Regions from separate parts of the Xenopus tropicalis genome. Here region 2 is linked to region 1. Evidence: chromatin contacts called from public Hi-C data. All regions are on one chromosome and are shown on one strand. The core of a region is the stretch at or near the end of the contact, and the rest is flanking DNA. Distances in the headings are between cores, read along the strand shown. Region 1 holds the start of irf2bpl (interferon regulatory factor 2 binding protein-like). Region 2 has its middle 15 kb from the start of cipc.

Evidence for each region. A called contact is a pair of places that touch in the nucleus more often than the background predicts.
Region 2: a Hi-C map of neurula embryo shows a contact between it and region 1, with 2.4 times the contacts expected there. The contact joins the enhancer-like site here to the promoter of irf2bpl in region 1. A contact is called at or near these places in 5 of 5 Hi-C or Micro-C datasets (brain, gastrula embryo, liver and 2 more).

What each region holds. Positions count from the first base shown.
Region 1 is chr8:82,572,588-82,578,191 of UCB_Xtro_10.0, reverse strand. irf2bpl (interferon regulatory factor 2 binding protein-like) reads right to left here and starts at 4,135. Exons shown (of 1, transcript NM_001130351.1): 1 at 602-4,135. The coding sequence starts at 3,930. The coding sequence ends at 1,858.
Region 2 is chr8:82,606,404-82,612,911 of UCB_Xtro_10.0, reverse strand. No RefSeq gene overlaps it. Among named protein-coding and RNA genes, the nearest start is that of cipc, 15 kb to the left of the region's middle. Within about 2 kb of position 3,116, at least 6 of the 11 cell types and tissues checked have an H3K27ac peak or open chromatin away from gene starts, as enhancers often do. A contact at or near this core is called in liver and neurula embryo, where this site is marked.

The sequences.
Region 1 (5,604 bases), core at 2,886-5,385:
TAAATACATGGCATGGGAGTCAAGAAAAGGCCATTGTGTGCCAAGGGAAGACAGCAAAGAGGGTGCAAAAAACAGCAGCAATAAGACACCGCTAGCATAGAGAGCAGAAGGAACAGAGAAACACAGTTGTGTAGATCTGAGAGACTACCAGGGAGAAAACTTTTGTTTGAAAAAAAAAAAAAAAAAAAAAAAAAAGATCTGAGAGAGCAAAGAGTATTCAGGAGAAAGACAGGGGCAGTCAACAAATCCTAAAAAAACAGCTGTGAGGTAGCTGGTTAGGTTTAACACATATGTTAGTAGAGTTCAGACATGGAAGCAAAGAAATGTGGAAGGAAACATAAGATAGTTCTGGCAGAGTTATAGATCCTAAACAGATCTAAACCTAAATACCTTAGACTTAAAACAACAAGGACAGATAAAAAATGAGTGGAAAATAATATGAAATATATGAAAGTAAAGGGACAATGACAGAACAACCAAACAAGCCCTATAGGGAGGAAAAAGGAGAGACATCTGAAGGAACATCAAATGGAGATAATACAGGAAACATGTGTACCTCTGCAAAAGGCTATTAAAGTAAAATCTGAGAAAATCAGGACTGTTTCGTAAAGTCATATGAATCAGATTTATTACAATGTAATCAGCTCCAAGGCACATAACAGTGGTCTGTTATACTACAGAAATGTATTCTGGACAAAGAGAAAGCCTATTCCACCCTAAATGTATATACAGCAACTTGCTCTACTGCTCAAAGCATCCGTGCAGGAGGGGAAAATAAAAGTATAACTTCACTAGCCAGGGGACAGATCAGCTAGTGCCAGGATTCAATGGGTTACAACAATTACAACTGCATTCTATAGACCTGCAGAAACCTGCAATCTAATAATTACATGGGATTAAACATCTTTCCTCCTGCAGGAAGGGCTGGCACAGAAAAAGGGGAGAGGAAATAAAACTGAATTTGTCACACACAGGTTCTCACAAACAAGACTCTTCCTCTATGTTTTACTTAACAAGGTCACTGTTTGCCCCTGGGCCTTAAAAAGTGCGTGCATTTACAGAAATGACACACCAGCAGCATTGCTAAGTGCTATAAACCTTTATCGGGTGGACACTGCCACAAAAGCTGTTCAGAAAAGACAAAAAATAAACAGGAAGAAAAAAAAAAAAAAAAAAAAAGATACAAGGACAGATATCCCACTGTAACCAAAAATCATTTGTTGCACCCTTCAAATGAAGTATACATTATCTGTGTTTCCAAATGTAGAAACACCACAAAATTGTTGTATAAGTAAGACTAAGTTTATAAATGTTGTTCTGCCCAAGAGTCACCCTTCGATTCTGCATAAGGCTGTGCGAGAGAGCAACTTGCACCCACCAACATGCCTCTTGCCATTTGGTTAAGTGGTTGGAGTATTCTTGGGTGCTCTAGTGCTCATTCCTTAGGCATGTCTGTATTTCCATGATAATTACAAATGTCACTGCATTACCCCTTGGAGGCCAAAGATTAAAAACCATTGAGTTTTATGGTGTCTCTTCAAACAATTCCCTAATGCCAGTAACCGATTCACTGCACACTGTAGGTGTCCTGCTCTCAAAGTTACATCTGCAAACCAGTAGGTTCCTTTAGTATGTTTCCACATGGAGGCATTTTGGGAATGTGTTAGGGATAAAGGGAAAGATTTGCCTCATTACATTCCATTTTGCAGAGCAACATTCTGGTTCTTTTCTCTCACAAATCCCCATCCATTAGAACCTGTCTTTGGTTTGCAGGTTATTGGTGGGGAGCTGAACATATACACAAAAGGGGCAGGGGACCCCTTGCACAGAACAGGTGACCATGATTTACCGGAGTTCCTAAGGGTCCCTCTCCTTTTTCACCTTGACATCCCCTGCCAGGATGGTGGCAATTTCCCCTTGCATGAATGCCCACGGTACATTAGAACCCACTAAGGGGCACTTCTCCCCACTGGGACAGTAGACTTCACCAGTTGCCCCTTGGGCTTTAATGCTGTCACGAGAACAGGGAAAGCAGAATTTGTGGCTGGGCACAGATGGACACTGGACAAAGTGTGTGTCCTCTAGACGCTCATGACAAATGGTGCAGCACAGAGGGCCACTGTTAGCCATGGGGGAATCAGGAATATTCTGGGGATGCACTTGGTCCATTCCAGGATGAGGGGCACCCCCAGCAGGTGCCACTTGAAGACTCAGGTCTGCTGAACCTGCACCATTGCGGGAGTTAAGACGTCTTTGTCCTGTTACCGATGCAGGTGAAACTGGGCTGCTGCTATTTCTGCGGGCTGATGAAGTGGTGGAGTGAACTGGTGGTACACCACCTGTCTGCCCATCCTTGGGGGAGTGGGCAGTGCCCAGAGTGTCTGTAACTGACTGAAGTGCTGCCATAGGAGATGGACCATTTGGAGGTGCACTCTCAGGTGGGGTTGTGCGCTGTGGGTGGCCAGGGCCTAGCGGTGGGGGAGGAACAGAAGGTACACCATAGGCTGCAGATGAAGAAGATGGTGTGCCTCCTGCAGCTGCCATGCTTAGTTGTTTTATACCATCAGGCTGCCCAGTTATCCACATTTGTCCATCGGCTGAGTCTGGTTCTGGGGAGGGTTTGCGTTTCCTTACACCACTTCTGGCCTGCCCACTGCCACCAGCTGATGATGAGGCAGCTGCAGCTGCAGCCAGTGCCCGTGGCAGATTTACAAGTGCGCTGGGCAGCATGGGACACCCAGGGTCAAGGTAGGGTTGGGGTAACATATCGGCCCCTACCATTTCTTTAAAAAAGCGCACAGATTCTGGAAGCAAGTCCCCAAGCAAACGCCAGTCTCCAGAACCATGCTTTTTCTCATATTCCAGGTATTTAAAACCAGATGACAGACCACGACCAAAGTCCTTCATGCAGTCCTGATACATTTGTTTGGCTACACCAGAGGCAGAACTAAACACATTAAGTAAGCCACTGGGATATTCAACAAACAGTTTCAATTCATAATCCAGCAGGCCTGGCTTTGATGCAGCATCAAATGCAAAGACTCTCCCCAGCAAGTTGTGGTCCTTTTTGAAGCGAACATCAAAGGGTGTACAGGCAGATAGAGTGAGCAATGCATCTCTCACTGCTTTAGGCTTCCCTGCCCACTCTTCTGCTCTATTACGTAGGCTCTCTGTCAGTTCAGAAAGAGCCTCACTGTTTCGCTGCTTTTCCTTGAGCTCTCGCTCCTGGTCAGTACTAGATACAGATCCTGGACGCTTGGGGTCACCAGATGAAGAGGCTGTAGGTGGAACACTTAGGCCACTGGAACTTGCAGGACCCCTTCCCAGAACATGAGGAGCTCCTGATGGAGTGCCTGATGGTGGTCCATTAAGAAGGGTCTGGGGTAGAAGATTAGGAGGCACACTCAGCTGCCCTGGCACCAGTTGTGGGATTAGCCCATGACCTGTTCGGCCGCGTGAGTTGGGACTCTGCCTGTTCAGCTCTGGGGGGCCATCCTCCCCTGGCTTGGGGAACCCATTAAGGCCATTGGGAAGCCGAGCAGTTAATGTGTACTCGAAGCGACCTCGATCTGTGGCCAATCCGTATCTCTCCAGCCCAGAGGCAGCTGCTGCCTTAGTAGCCCCATCTAAATGGTTTAGCTGGGCAGTATCTTTTGCTGTGAGGGCTGCCTGCACAGCTGGGTGCTGTTTGTTGGCTGCTCCTGAGCCGGGGCCCTGGGGTCCAGGTGAACGACCATCCTGGAAACTGTGGCTGCGTTTCAGTTGCCGAGCAGTGTCAATGACAAATTCTATTCGATCTGCCCCCTCATAGTTGACACAGCCGCGACAAACTGGCTCAGTGAAGTCCCAGATCATAGCCCATGGCATCCGTGGCAAGTCACACAGGTAACACGACTGGCGGCGTGAGGAGGAGACCTGTGCGGCCGACATGCTGGTGAGCGAAGGCTCAACACAGGGGAGGGGAAGGAATACTCAGCGTGGGGGGAGCATGCGGTGAAGGGTATTGATAGCTCTTTCTGCTCGATCCGGATGCTATTTAGGAGACGCTGGGTGCACAGAAAGCCGGTTAGCACGCTTCTCCGGGCTCTTCGCCTGTCTTTCCGCCGTTCTCCTCTCCGGGCGTGCTCTCTCCGACTGTCGCTCTATCCGCAAGCCGCAGCCCGCCCGGAACGCGCACTCACACGAACGCGCACACTCTGTCACGCAGGATTGGGATTCCGCGAGTGCGTGCGCGTCTCTAAACTGCACCGTAATGACGAAGTCCAAGAATGCCACCTGGCTTTGACGTCACTCCCCCGCCCCCACTGACAAACATGTTGTTGAGTCCCGGGCCTGTCCGCACAACTTCCCCGCCCTCTCTGCTCTTCTGCGCTCTGCACACGTGGTGTTCCTATCACGTGACTCGCTTAGCAGCGGGCTGCTGTGTGAAAATTCTGTTCTGAGGTTGAACAAAATGGTGACACGCAGTGAAATACAAAACAGTGCAAACGGTGACGTGTGAGACTAATAGTTGCCGGCACACTCCTTTGAAATGGAACGCGTGCTAGTAAAAGCGCTTACATGGACAATTCTTTAGGATCGTTGCTTTGTGGCTGCACATAAATAAAGGCTGTGTATTGTATGTGTTTTTGGTTTGAGAGGGGTGAGGTGGGTTATAGACGCGATAACGTTGTCTAGTCATATATATTTTGTAAAGCGTGTGGGCCAAACAGTAGCTAATATAGTAGGCAGCTTAAAGGAACAGGACCACCGGAGAATGAAAGTGTTTCTAAAGAATTACTTTAAAACAGTCGTTTATTTTGGGCTGTTCCTTTAAAGCTGAAATAATTAAACAGAAGCTTTTGAGAGTCTTTTTGGTTGCTGTGTGATGAATATTTTATGCTGCTTTTTTGATGTCTTGTAATCTGCTGTTTTTACCTTATGGTTTTAACAGTATAATTTTATAATAATTAATAAAGGGAACCTTTTGTTATTTTAATGCATCATTGCAGATGTGTCAATTTAAATTGCTTTTTGCTGTGGGAATTCCCCCCCCCCCTGCACCTACTTAATGTGATTTGCACCTAGGCAGGTATTTCACCACCTAGAGCTGGGGCCGATATTACAAATTACAGTGTAGTTGGTGGTAAATTAATAATTTAGTGAATTTACTTCCCAGAGTATTTCACAACTAAACATTGCCTTTTAGGGCAGTGGCACACGGGAAGATTAGTCGCCCAGCTTCTTTGTCGCGGGCAACTAATCTCCCCGCAATGCTATCCCACCGGCTAGAATGTAAATCGCCGGTGGGATGGCATACGCGTCGCTGCAATTTCCGGAAGCCGCCTGAAGTTGCCTTAAGCGAAAACTTTGGGCAACTTCCGGAAATCGCTGCACCACATATGTCATCCCATGGGCAAATTAATTTTCTTGCTGGTGGGATGGCATTGTGAGGAGATTAGTCGCCTGCAGCACCAAAGATTTGTCGTGGGGCGACTAATCTCCCCGTCTGTCACCTCCCTTAAACCTTCCAGCACCTCTCCCACAGCTTTCAGTCCCTGATGATGCACCAATCCTCCCACTTCCCCACCCCCTGATTGCCACAGAACCTCCCAGTCCCTACCT
Region 2 (6,508 bases), core at 1,867-4,366, 36 kb before region 1:
CTATAATCCCCTCTAATGTACTTGTACAGAGTAATCATGTCCCATCGCAAGCGCCTCTTTTCCAGAGAAAACAACCCCAACCTCGACAGTCTAACCTCATAGCTTAAATCTCCCATCCCCTTTACCAGTTTAGTTGCACATCTCTGCACTCTCTCCAGCTCATTAATATCCTTCTTAAGGACTGGAGCCCAAAACTGCACTGCATACTCAAGGTGAGGCCTTACCAGGGACCTATAAAGAGGTAAAATTATGTTTTCATCCCTTGAGTCAATGCCCTTTTTATTACATTATAAGACAGCACTTTATTTGTTTAGTAGCCACCAAATGACATTGCTAGGAATTAGACAACTTATTATATACAAAAAAAACCAGATCCTTCTCCATCAAGGATACCCCTAACAAACTACCATTTAGTAGATGCATTTATATTATTTCTACCAAAGTGCATATATTTGCACTTTTCCACATTGAACCTCATTTTCCAGTTTGCTGCCCAGTTTTCCAATTTTGTCAAATCGCTCTGTAAAGCGGCAGCATCCTGCATGGAACTTATAGTCTTACACAATTTAGTGTCGTCAGCAAAAATAGAAACAGTACTTTATATGCCCACCTCCAGGTCATTAATAAACAAGTTAAAAAGCAAAGGACCAAGGACTGACCCCTGCGGTACTCCACTAACAACACTGGCCCAATTAGAAAATGTTCCATTTACCACCACTCTCTGTAATCTATCCTTCAGCCAGTTCTCTATCTAATTACAAATATTATGTTCTAGGTCAATATTTCTTAATTTGATCATTAACCTTCTGTGGGGTACTGTATCAAACGCTTTTGCAAAGTCCAAGTAGATGACATCCACTGCCATTCCAGCATTGAGGTTCCTGCTCACCTCCTCATAAAAGGCAACTAAATTAGTCTGGCAAGATCTGTTATGCATAAAACCATGCTGGCACAAACTTATAGTATTGTGAACTGCAATGTATTCAAGTACTCTATCCCTTATTACCCCTTCCTAAAGCTTTCCTGCTACTGTTGCTCTCCAAGTCTTTTTACATTTGACTGTGGCCCATGAGTAAGAAAGTTTGGGGACCCCTGTCAGAATGGTTGATGCCACTCAGTTCTTTCCCCATTTTGTTCCAAACTGGGCCCTGCTGTGCCTATTGACAAAGGGAAACCCTGGAGCTACCACCTCCTCCTGACCAGGCATTAGCTACCGGGTTCATTTGTGCCCAGCATCAATAGATGCAGCACACTTGCGCCGCAGTGATGTCAGATGGACTTTCATGCAATTGCTAGCAATGTGTGACAAAATGCACACGCAGTTGTGTTAATTTTGTTAAACTGGACACAGTTGTGTTAGGAGGAAAAAAAGTGAAAATTTGCTCCAAGTGCTTAATAACTGCCCTGGTCATTTTTAGGATGACTAGACTACAAATGGATATTTGACAATATGAAAAGGAGCCAGCAGCCATTCATTGCTGAATTTCAGCTAAGGGTTGCCGTGAACAGCTGCAAATAGCTCTGAAAATGGCCCACTGGAGACAGGGCAGGCAACTCAGGGTCCAGGTAGCTTTCTTGGCTGGCACAGAAAACACCTGATACCACCCATCGTCATGTGCCTCCAGCAATTGATTTGAATGGCATCTTGTGACTAACTTCCTCACTTGGCGATTTTTTGTCGCACCAAATTTTGCCAAAAACATTTGCCAATGATGAAATGCCGAATTTTGCTGCAAATCCATGCCTGGTGAAAAATTTGCTCATCAAATAGAGTGTAATGAGGCATGGTCAGTATTTGAGAAGAATCTGTCTGTTTAAAAATTAGTACAAAAATCCCTGTGGAGAATATATTTTACATTGGCCTAAAGGGCTTCATGAGAATTTTTTTTTTTTTATTTGAAATGTCATTCATCTTGGGTAGTATTTTCAGTGGACATTGCAATGTTTATAAAATCACTGAGGAATAAAAAAAAAGCTGTTTTTTTGCATCCAATAAGGATTATTCATATCTTAGTTGGGATCAAGTACAAGGTACTGTTTTAATACTACAGAGAAAAAAATTCGGAATTATTTGATTAAAATGAAGTCTATGGGAGACGGGCTTTCCGTAACTCAGCTTTTTTGGATACCGGGTTTCCGGATAAGGGATCCATTCCTGTACTTATTTATTGAATTTATTATAACACTTGTCCTACCTGTGTGTACTTATGTTTATTGTAAGATTGTACAGCGTTGTGTACCCTTGTAGCACGTTATAAATAAAGTTATACATACATACAATAAAGAGGGCATACACAAATATAAATATATTATCTAAATTCTAATAAAGAGTACAAGCATGTCTGGACTGAGATGCAAAACATGCTTAGGTATGTAAAGTACAAAAGGTGCCAATAGCCTTCTACTGGCCCATTAAAATGAACTATCTGACTATGGCAGCCTACAGTGGCCTCTCTGGCAATTGCCAGAGTTTTCAGATAACCTATGTGATTATGTGAGAGGAAAAAGTCTCTGCGCAATACACATAAAATCAGTAGCCTTATAACACAAATTAGACTCACTAATGGACACTGGTCATGTTAAAAACTGACATCACTTCTCACCCACTATTCAGTTATGTGGTACAATTTCACAAAATGCGATATTTGGTCAATATTGGTATTGTTAGGTAATCATTTGGTTCTAACCTTTATTAAACTTTGTGTAACAGCTTATGTTGAGTATATGAAAATTATAGGTGCAAACACATTATTCCATATATAATATTAAATAAGAAGTAATCACAGTTTAGTAACCCTACTCTGGCAGGGGGAATTTGGCATTATTGTTGTTTGACACAGATCATTATACTTTATTCCACTTCTTGAAAGGATGCCAGAATTTATTACAATTATTTTTTTTAGACCAAGATAGAAAGATGCACTTAAAATACAGAAACTGCATAAATACTGAATTCCAGAAGAGTAAGGGTTAAGTCAGGCACAGCATTCCTTTGGGGGGGGGGGGGGGGGGTTGAAGGACAGAAAGGTATTTTGGGTGGGGCGGATGTGAGTGTAAGTGATATCATGCAGGGGGGGGGGCTGAAGAGGAAGCCTGAGAGTGTGACAGTCTGAGGTTTTGCCCTGCTTACACATGGACTTAGTTACCAGCAGACTGGGAGGGGGATGGGTACACTCCTAATGATGGGTGTGAGGAGTTGGCTGTAACATCGTGACCTTTAAAGTCTTTGCCCTTTCTGGGAAGTAGAAATGGCTGCCCGTTAGCAGTAGGAATTATTAATGGCAAATAATACATTTTGTTGGGCTTTTTTGTGGCTAATGCCGATCTCCTATATATTAACATTTCAGGTTGCATAAATGGTTACCTATTTATCTCCTAAAGCAGAGAAGTTTAATAACTTCTGCATATCTGCATAGATTTATACACAATGCCTTAATTTGCCTTATTAAAGCATTCTGTAGAAATTTACAAGCAATTTTCAAAAGCCATATGACATATGACTTGCCAGAGAATACACAGGTGTTCATCTTGGACAACTTACAGTGCTTCCCTGAAGCGACTACTGTGTGTGCCATAGGCCCCAAGGGGAATGTTGGCATGGATGTAGAGAAGCACAGTTATTTTAAGTGTCTATGTGGCAATATAATGCCTTCCATGATAAGCAAACTGAGAAAGAACTGAAACAGGATTGCTGTTACACAGAATAAAAGGATGGTTCCTTTAGACTAAAAGTTGATCTGACTGTCTGTAGTGTCCATGGTGGCATAACTAATACATTTTGGCACACACAGCAAAATCATTGATAAACAGCACTCAGATCAGCCCAGTGGCACTCTATTAACTTTAAGTTCTTCTTATGCACACCAATTTATCCAGTCACACACATGCTGCAACTTTGGCTACGACTGCTGAATCAGACTTTACACATGTAGATGGCCAAATAGCATATTAATATGTAGTTTTGGGTCCATTTTTTGCTTGGCCAAATAGTTGGTTAAGGGGACATGCACACAATTGTCCTGACAAAAATACAGTGTGATTGGAGGCTGACAGAAGAACTTTAGCACTACATGGGGTAGATTCTTGGCCTGTGGATAAACACAGGCTGAGAATTCCCCCCTACACTCAAAAAAGCTTATTGTTGTGCCTGCACCCAGAGCCATTATGTCGGCCCGGGTGCAGCCACACTGAACGAAATTTGCACAAAACTGCACACACAAACAGTTTAGCTCTGAATTCCACTGTGTGTGTCTGTGTGGCACAGGCCTTATGCTCTGCCAGGAAACTGTCTCCAATCCTTAACATTTGTCTGTTGGGGGTTGCTGGGAGCAGTAGTTTCCAATAGCTAGAAAGCTAATGGTGTCACATTCCTGCCTTACAGTAATCTTTCTTCATTCCACACACCCACCCTAACAGCTGTTTTCAGAAAGCAGAGAGAACAATTTCTTCAATGGCAGAACTGAATGTTGCAATGTAGTAATATTACAAGAAGCCCTTTGAACTTAGCATCTGTCTCTTTGTTTCTGCTTGTTACAAAAATACAACATATATTTATTTTAAAGAGCATGTGGTCACACACTGCTACTGTCTCTGAAGGCAGGATAAAAATGGCTTTTGCCTTATGGCTCATCTGTGCACTCATAAATCTTTTCTTTCATAAACAGCTTTAACATAGGTTTATATATATATATATATATATATATATATATATATATATATATATATAAAACCTATCTTAGAAAACATTGCTGCTTTAGCTTACTGCTTCATTAGCTCCTTTAGATTTGCATGCCATTCCCTCACCACCAGTCAGACATTTAACCCTTTCCACATTTCTTTTCCAGGACTTGACCAGTACTTTAAAAACCATATCAGATTTAGCATGAGTTGAATCAATCCTTTCCTCCCTCACTATATTTCCTTTCCTCCAGTCATAAATGCCTCTCCTCACTCTCTATAGTCCAGGATTCGATTCCTTTCCCCCAGTTACTTCTCCTGTCTTGCTGCTCTTTTCTCCCCCCTGTGCCTCCACCCCCTGTCTCTCTCTTCTCCCCCCCCCCCTCACTTCCTTCCCCTCGAACTGAGGCCACAACTGTGGAATCTATTGACGTCAGCAGATCTATTCCTGGAGAAGGCTTAATATTCTGTTTATTTCCTGACAACTTCCATGAATGTAGTGACCCCTTCCCTCTCCTTTCTTCTGTAGCTAGTTTCTCTAATCGGGCCCCATTTTCCCCTCTCTCTTCTCACCATTCAAGCTACCACCCCAAACCTGTATATTTTACCTTCATCTCTGCTTGCCAAGACTATGCTTCAACTTTTCCTTTACTCTCTTTGCAGCCCTTCCTACCCAGTCTCCTTGCACAATGTTCCTTCTTATCTCCCTTATCACACTTCACCTAACCTCCTCCCAGCACAGCTCTGTTAGTTTTAACAGGCAAATATTAAAAGCTCAGCAGCTGCACAGAAAGAGTTGGGGTGCACAAAATTCACTGCTGAAAACATTAGGGCTTTTTTTTTTTATATACTTTTATTTTTATTGATTTTTGACATATTTTATAAACATAGCATATTATTTATTAGACACGTTATCGAGCTTGGATAATCATTTACATTCAGTCTGTTACATATTACATGCAAAGTGAAAAAGGAAGGGGAAAAGGGAGAGGGGGAAAAAGTAAAAAGAAAAGGGGAAGGGGAGGGGGCGGTAAGGGGGTAAGAAAAAAGGAACCAGTATAACTTTTTGCGCTCTAGGTTTCAATGTTAATGTGAGATGTTCATTGTTCACGGTTCAGGTTCTCCCTCAGTTATCTAGTGTTTTTTATCAAGTTAGAGGAAGGATCCCTACCCATAGGCTTTTTTTTTTTTTTTTTTTTTAAAACACAACAAAATGTATTAATATGCTCTCTCCCCTTGCTAAGTATTCCTTGAACCCCAACTTCTATATCTGAATTTAGCAACATATTTCCAAAAGCTACACTGGCATGGGGTAAATATAACAAAGTCTAACCCAGAGATGGCAGCAGAGCTAAAACACCTGAAACTAGATAAAGGAGCTTTGGCACCCAATTATTTAGCATTCATTTAGAATAAATTCTATAGTCTCTTATTATTTATATGTATGAAAGTATGGCTTTCTTTAACACATCTATCTATTGGGTTTTCAAATTAGGGGTTTGGTACTAAGGCTTTAGTAAGGCTACTAAAAAATGAATTCCTGCAACTTAGTTACAGTCAGCCACAAGGTACTCTTATTATTATGGTAAAAAAATTTCCAGATGACAGATACCATATCTTTATATGCAATATATAATACAGTCTTCAGTCAAAAATTAGTGGCACATTTGAATGCTAATGACATTGTCATTAATTGTAAAAGTTTAGAAATCATTATCTTAGAAGAGTTTGGTTCAAGTTTAAATAACATTTTGTTTTTACCAATTGCTTTTTTAGTAATACTGAGGTATTTTTTAAAGAAGAAGCATTTTATTTTAAGATGTTGATTATA